Regions from separate parts of the Mus musculus genome. Here region 2 is linked to region 1. A link is a contact called in public promoter capture Hi-C data. All regions are on one chromosome and are shown on one strand. Each heading gives the region's core, a stretch centred on a gene start, on an enhancer-like site or on the middle of the called end of the contact. The rest is flanking DNA. Distances are from core to core; before and after follow the strand shown. Region 1 holds the start of 3110067G11Rik (RIKEN cDNA 3110067G11 gene). Region 2 holds the start of Cryz (crystallin, zeta).

What was found. Capture Hi-C pulls out chosen DNA fragments and counts their contacts.
Region 2: a contact with region 1 is called in a promoter capture Hi-C map of adipose tissue, with 5 times the contacts expected there. The contact joins the promoter of Cryz here to the promoter of 3110067G11Rik in region 1. A contact is called at or near these places in 3 of 39 promoter capture datasets (the C10 cell line, liver and pre-B cells) and 1 of 9 other capture datasets (adipose tissue).

The regions. Positions count from the first base shown.
Region 1 is chr3:152,487,875-152,491,575 of GRCm38.p6, reverse strand. 3110067G11Rik (RIKEN cDNA 3110067G11 gene) reads left to right here and starts at 2,009. Exons shown (of 1, transcript NR_165813.1): 1 at 2,009-3,701. The region is part of intron 10 of Ak5 (adenylate kinase 5); the gene reads left to right.
Region 2 is chr3:154,595,018-154,598,718 of GRCm38.p6, reverse strand. It overlaps Cryz (crystallin, zeta), which reads right to left and starts at 2,008. Exons shown (of 9, transcript NM_009968.4): 1 at 1,435-2,008. It overlaps Tyw3 (tRNA-yW synthesizing protein 3 homolog (S. cerevisiae)), which reads left to right and starts at 1,621. Exons shown (of 6, transcript NM_172474.5): 1 at 1,621-1,866. The coding sequence starts at 1,693.

The DNA.
Region 1 (3,701 bases), core at 760-3,259:
ACCTGTATTTTCAAACACCTGACCACTCAGGATGGGAGAGAAAAGGAAGCAGACATTGCGGACATACTTGCCAAGAGAGCTCTGAACACACACATCACAAACTGAGACCTTATCTAAGGGTGTTGTGTCCTGAGAGCGAAGCCACTTAGTTACATAAACTTCACAGTACAAAGGGATTCCATGTCTAGTGGCAGTCTCTCTTTCTTCTTTTCTTTCTTTCTTTCTCTCTTTCTTTCTTTCTTTCTTTCTTTCTCTCTTTCTCTCTTTCTCTCTTTCTCTCTCTCTGTCTCTCTCTCTCTTTCTCTCTCTCTTCCTTTCTTTCCTCCTTCCTTTCTTTCTTCCTTCCTTTCTTTCTTTCTTTCTTTCTTTCTCTCTTTCTCTCTTTCTCTCTCTGTCTCTCTTTCTCTCTCTCTCTTCCTTTCTTCCTTTCTTTCCTCCTTCCTTTCTTTCTTCCTTTCTTTCTTTCTTTCTTTCCTTCCTTCCTTCCTTCCTTCCTTCCTTCCTTCCTTCCTTCCTTCCTTCCTTTCTTGTCTTCTTCAAGTTTTTAAATGATTTCCTCCAAGAAGCAGTACTGTTGACTTGGTGGTCGTTTGGAATGCCATATTACCATGAGAAAGACAAAAATACAAATCTATGCCCAGGACTGACCTCCCAGTCTCCACCTCCTTCCCCATGGGCAGAGATCCTTCTGGAAGCCATAGAACACTGACTGGGACGCCGGTCCAGTTTGACCTGAACCCATACTAACAGCTGACTGTGGTCAACATCGTGGTGAACCCTGCAGCATGAAGAGACTACCAGACTTATCACAACGAGTGCCTCCATTTCTGGGGTTCTGTCTGTTTGTTGTATGTGTTCAATAGCGTGTACGTCCCCCTTGAGTGTTCTGTTTTAATGAGATATATCACGACTATGTCTATGGCTGTGGTTGGTTTGGGCTGAATTGCACAATCTCAGATTTCTCAGGACAGAGAGTAAACAGTGTTTTAAAAGTCTCTGCTAGCTGACATTTGGGCCAGATCCTGTGCCCCAATTTAGCACATAAAATAATGAAGCTCTTCATTAAACAGAGTTTTAAATAGTGACTCATGTTTGCTGTCATACAAGCATACTTTCTTGGATGTTTCTGATGGCAAACCTGTGGGGCTACAGTTTTCACCTGGCTCCCTGTGACCACTGGCTGATAGAATATGTGATGTTTGTCTGAATTCCAAGTCTGCCTCACTCCAGCAGGGAGGGCCAGAGGGCCTTACAGGTGGGGGTCGGAGCAGTACCAGGGCACCTGTGCCTCTTGGCATAGTGTTCTCTATTGTAGAGAGCTTCTGTTTCTAAGGCTGCTACAAACATTGCAGGCCCTATTTCAAACAAAGCAGACATGTATTAGATAACACAGCAAGCCAATAAACCTGGGAAAATGGGGACTTTCTTCAGGATGGCATGCAGGGACTCTCAGGCATATTTCATCTCTGAACCCCCAGTCTTACTTTCTTCCCACCAGCTTGACAGAGAACACTAGCAGTTCCTCCCATCTGCTGTGAGAGGAACGGCCGAGCCTTCGGTAAGGGGATGAGGACTTTATTAGCTATCACAGCAGTTACTTGTTCACCATGGCCTTTATCTCAGCATTATTACACTGTAATTAAGAAGAGAGAGATGAGCAAGCCTCTCTGGGCTGCCGCCAGCTCCAGGGCAAACCTTTTCTTGCTCCGGTCCTCCAGAAAAGCAAGCTCTCAGGCAGGCACAGCCCACAGTCACCTGGGGGATCTTTTAAAGACCGACCTACCTTCCTTCCTTCCTTCCTTCCTTCCTCCCTTCCTTCCTTCCTTCCTTCCTTCCTTCCTTCCTTCCTTTCTTTCTCTTTCTCTCTCTTTCTTTTTTCTCTCTCTCTCTATCTCTCTCTCCCTCTCTCTCCCTTCCTCCCTTCCTTCCTTCCTTCCTTCCTTTTTTTTTTCTTTTTTAATAATGAGAATTTTCAAACTTCCAACAAAGCTGGGAGCATTTTTATGGTGAGCATTGTGTATCTGTCAACTAAGTTCTGTGGTTAGCATTTTGCCAGGTCTTGTTTTCTCACAGCTCTGTCTATCAGACCCCCATTTTTTTCTATACATTTCAAGATGCATTGCAAATTACTGCCCCCTTTTCTTGGGGAATCTTCTAAACTTTCAAGTCTTCCAGTGTCAGCTGTAGACATTCATAGATATTTTTTTCTGGTCTGGGATTTTTCCCCCATCCTAAGTCTCTTCGTTCACTGCAGTAACCGTGCTGATGGAGCCCCTGCCAACCAAGATTGTGCCAGTTCCACAGTAAAGAGAAAACCCAGGCAGCCAAATACTGACTGAACAGAGCTCTAGAAGTAGTTTATGGCTGCGAATCATTAGTGGAGTGCCTGCCTGGAATGCCATGGTGAGATCACATGACCAGACAGGACTTCTCACCTCATGACCATGTCATGAAATAGAAAATGAGTGAGCCAGCATTGCAGTCACCTTCAGGGCACACATCCCAAAGACCTCAAGTCTACTGCTAAGTCCCACCTCTTAAACTCCCTACTACCTTCCACAGTGCCAGGCTGACGGCTCAAGCCTTCACCTCATGAATGAGCCTTTAGAGAATATTCCAGACCTAACTTTTAACATGTCAGGATTAGAATCCTTCCATGGACGGGAGCACAGTGAAAGGAAGGCTAGGTGACTATGGTGTAACACACCCAAAGTAGGGACCCCTTTGTGGAATCCAGTTAAGGAACCAGGCCATGGAGGTAAAGGGACCCTTAGCGCGTTATAGAGGTCAGAGCTGTCTGATTTACTTAGCTTGTGTGATCACGTCAACAACTTAATTAGAGCCAGGATGTAGGAACTTTGTGACCTCAGAAAAGAGATCAGTCAATGCTCTCCCAACCACTTAGCAGGTCCAAAGCAACGAGTCCTTGTGCTGTGTACAGGACTGCCTCACGGAACGCTCATCACCCAGTCATTGGCCCAGCAGTTGCCCGGTACCTCCTAGATTCTAGGCCCTGATAATAAGGAAGCAGGCCTGTTACTCTCTGGGTCTCAGCCCAATCTAAAGTCTTACATGACCCACAGCTGACCCTGTCACTGGCATGTTTCACCCAAATGCCTGTCAGAGGCTTTCAGAGCTTGTAGAAATGTTGACTAGCGTAAATAGATAATTTCTTAGTCACTCCAGGCTGCAGAGCATTGAACACATTGACCCTCAGCTTAGCAAAGCCTCATGGTGGCTGTAGGAGGTGACAAGTGACTTGTGGGCCCTGGGTGGCTCAGACTCACAGTTAAGAAGCAAAATAGCTTTTCTCTGAAAGGAGTCATTCAGTCACAAAAACATGAACTCTGGGCTGAGACCACTTCCATTTAAAGAGAAGGATTTCAAGGGTAGGAATGGATAGATTTTGAGAAAGAAAGAAAAAAAAAACCAGAGCGATTACCTAGAAATAGGATAGGTTGGTTTGCAAAAGGTACTTAGTACTGCCAAAGGTATGGTTACAGAGGCTATTTACCTTTAAAGATGTGGGAAATCATGCTACAGTTTAAAGATGTGTCTAATTACTGTAAAAGCATACACTATTAGAGCTGACTGTGTCTGTGTGTGTGCTCATGTGTGTACACATGTAGGCATTGTGCATGTGCTGTGTGTGTGTGATGGCGTGTGTGTGTGTGTATGTGTGTGTGATGGTGTGTGATGGT
Region 2 (3,701 bases), core at 759-3,258, 2.1 Mb before region 1:
TTTGGAGCATCTCACACTGTAGTCCAGGTTGGTCTGGAGCTCTGGATAACTCCCCTGCCTCAGCTTTCCTAGTATATGCACCATCATGCCTAGTTTCTTTGGTTTGTTAACTATGCTATGGTTTAAATGGGCTTTTCTATCTATCATATATATGTTGTGAAAACTGTTTATAGTACCTTGTTTTATTTTTATTTTACTTTTTATTTCTAGGACATACACAGTTAAAAATTCCTCCTCTAGACTGATTGAAACTCATTCATTGGTTTAAATGAAAGTTAAATGGGTAGGGGATATGTTAGACGTATGTATATCTTAACATAGAGTTAGTGAGTCAACTCTCAAACTCAAGAGGAAAGACATATTACTAATGAAGTGCAGAGGGCCAAGGTTAGGGCTAGCGGCAAGGAACACTTGTTATCCTCTTGCTGAGGGCTTCATTTGGCTTTCCAGCACCAACTTGGTGACTCAGGCTCGAAACCTATTCTAACTCCAGTCCCAGGAGATCTAATACCCTCTTCTGTCCTTTGAGTGCACCAGGAATACACACGGTGTGGAAAAAAGAGCAAAATAAAATAAAATTGATTTCTAGAGAGAGTTTTAAATGAAGACTAAAAAAGAGGCCTCATAGTTATAAAATGTACTGCCACTGTTCCAGAATGGCTCATGGAAGCTTGTGGCTTACTATTAACTTGGAAACACGAATAAATGATGAAAATTAAAGTATCCAGTCCAAGTCTTCTGGCTATATGATGTTGTCACGGTCTTGCTTTCACACTGATCACTCTGTACCCCTGCAGCATCTCATGGACAGGGCAGGCCCCGCTTCAGTGTGACAGAATGCTGCTTGCTACAAGCTGCATTTCCTAGGGCAGGAGCCAGCGGGGAGTTATGGTGGCTTCAGGGGCTCGAGGTGGACACGAAGTCCACACAGTGGCCTCTGCACTTTCAATCATTAACAGGTCTTTTCTGGTCACAAGACTGAGGCAGGAACTCTGGGAACTGTAAATGCGCAAGATGTAGTTAACAATGTATTAGGTTTTTCTAACTCTGTCCCTCTCTGTGTCCCTCTGTCTCTGACTCTCTCTAGGTCTCTCTTCTTTCTTTTGAAGACTACTGTAGGTGGGTGCCACTATGTCTAAAAATAGGAATAACAACGCCCACTGCATACACACCGGAGGACAGAACACAGACCTCCTCTACCTGCACCTGGGAAGTTGTGAACCCGGAGTTGGGGCGCGAGTGCCTGGGTGGCGGCAGAAATCCCCAGGCATCAGTAGGCAGCTACCCCAGTCGGAACCACCGGCCGCCTGCTGTGCAGTTCTCCAGTGCAGATAGATCTCCTGGAGCCTAGAACTTGAAAGAAAGAAAAAAAAAAAAAAAAAAGCCTCCCGGCAGACAAGAGTAGGACCTTGCTTGCGGTCCTGGGTGACTTACCCTCCTCTAGAGTAGGAAACAAAACCTCCTAAGCTCCAGAAGGTCTGTGGGGAAAGAGGTGGGCTGGCTTTCCCTAACTTCGCTAGGCTCCCCCTCTCGGTTTACGCCTGTACGGTCTGGCGGCGCACGTCTTGCTCCTGGTTGCGCCAATGGGGAACTTTGGTCCTCTCCGGCCACCGTGGCGGCAATATGGCTGCGCCCATGGAGAAGAAGGCGCATTCCAGAGCAGAAAGCCGACCCCAGCTCGCTCGCTCGCTCATGGACCGTAGCGCGGAGTTCGGCCGGTGGAAGGCGCAGAGTCTGAGCAAGGCGGACCTTAGCCGCAAGGGCAGTGTGGACGAGGACGCGGTGGAGGTGGTGGAGCTCCTGAACTCGCGGGAAGAGTTTTTCACCACCAGCTCCTGCGCAGGGCGCATCCTCCTTCTGGACGGGGTGAGGCCCGGGCCGGGGGAGGCTGTGCAATGCTAATGCGTCCTCCGGGTGATGGTGGAGCTAGCTTAAGTGGCGAAGGCTGGGGATTGGATTTACAGAGCGCTGGAGGAGCTCGAGTCTCCAAGTCCCTTCGGTCACGCTCGCCCTCGAGCCGCGCTAACCCAATCACTGTCGCTATGAGATGGGCGCCCGAAGGTTAAGGGGTCGCTGCCCCCTGGTGGCCGGTGTCATTATTACAGCCCTGGGCATTTTAGCTCTAAATGAAACAGTACTGTAGATACATGGTCAAAGCCCCTGGCTGCACGCTCTCATCCTCTTCCTGTCCCACAACACAGGATAACTAGACAACACGTGAAATAGGGTAATTTATTTCCAACATTTCTCATCGTGCCTGGCCCCATATTGCTGGTTAAAAGTCGCTAGGTTCCGCTTGGTTCTTCACGTACTGAAGTCCCAGATTATCGAGGTCTGTTCATGTTTATATTGCTTCCACCACTCCCGTTCTGTTCATGGACACTCTTGCTCACAAGCTAGCTGCCCACACCTCTTCTACAACTGCCCTGCCTGGGTTTATTCAGACGAGTCTCCAAAACACTGTTGTCTCTTCTCCAAGCCATGTTTCACAACACATTCATATGTATATGCATATGAGGGATGCATACACATATATGTATAATATATTTATAAATGTATAAATATATATGTATATACTATGTGTAAAATATCTATAATGAAAACATATTATAATTATGATTATACAAAATATAATCATAATAGAATATGATATATATTTTATATATTTTCATTTTTAAGCAGAATTTACTTTAGAAAATCCAAATTTATATTGTTCTGTAACCTGCAATCCTTTCCTCATTTTAACCAACTGCCAAGATTGAACTATTTTCTTTAGTTACTTGTCTTTGTCTTGTTCCTGTTCTTCATTTAGGAGTGGCAGAGTACTGAGAACCGAACTTAGGGTCTCGATCATGCTCAGCAAACACTCTACCACTGAGTGAAACTTCCAGCCTCCTCCCTACCTTTTGTTTTTTTTTTTTTTTAAACCTTCTAAAACAGGATCTTTCAAAGCTGCATAGACTGATCTTGAACACATTTAATAGACCAAGAACTCCTGGAACCTGTGGTCCTCCTGCCTCAGCTTCTGGAGTAGCTGTCCTATAATGCTTCCCCTATATCTACATAGCTGAGACACGACTCTCCAAGCTCCACTGTTATGCCAGACACAGAAAGAGGTGCAGACAAGCACAGTGCCCACTTAAGAGTGGCTGTCCATTCTGAGTTGTCATAGGATGCTTTCTGAACCTTGTCTAGCTTATGTATCTTATACTTGGTGGCTATTTATTTTTACTCTGCTTTATTAGAAAAGAAGGAAAGTGAAAAAAAAAATCAGGGTGGAGAAAACATAGGTAAGCCAGAGATGTTCCAAGTCGTGGTGTGACATTGTGTACATTTGCTAAGCATAAACCACTCATTTGGCTCGGAGGTTGTTTATAACAGCCAGCCCATGTTCCTAGAGCCTCACTATGAAAACCGGTCGTTCAGGGCCCACGCTTCCCCCACCAGCTCCCAGAGGAGCCTCCAGAGCTTTGTGTGCGTGGTTGTTGTAGAGATGCGGTGGTCTTCATGTGTGTGGTTTTCTGCTCTCCCTTTGCAGACTCTGAGGGAAGGATCTGTATATACCGATTAGAATTTGCAAAGAAGCAGTGTTTAGGTCGCTGTTGGAATGACAGCCTCTCCAGAGCTTTGACACATTGCTCCTCGCTGCTTTGCATATGCAGTCTACTTTAGGGATCTCAAATACATTTCCATAGTGGTGA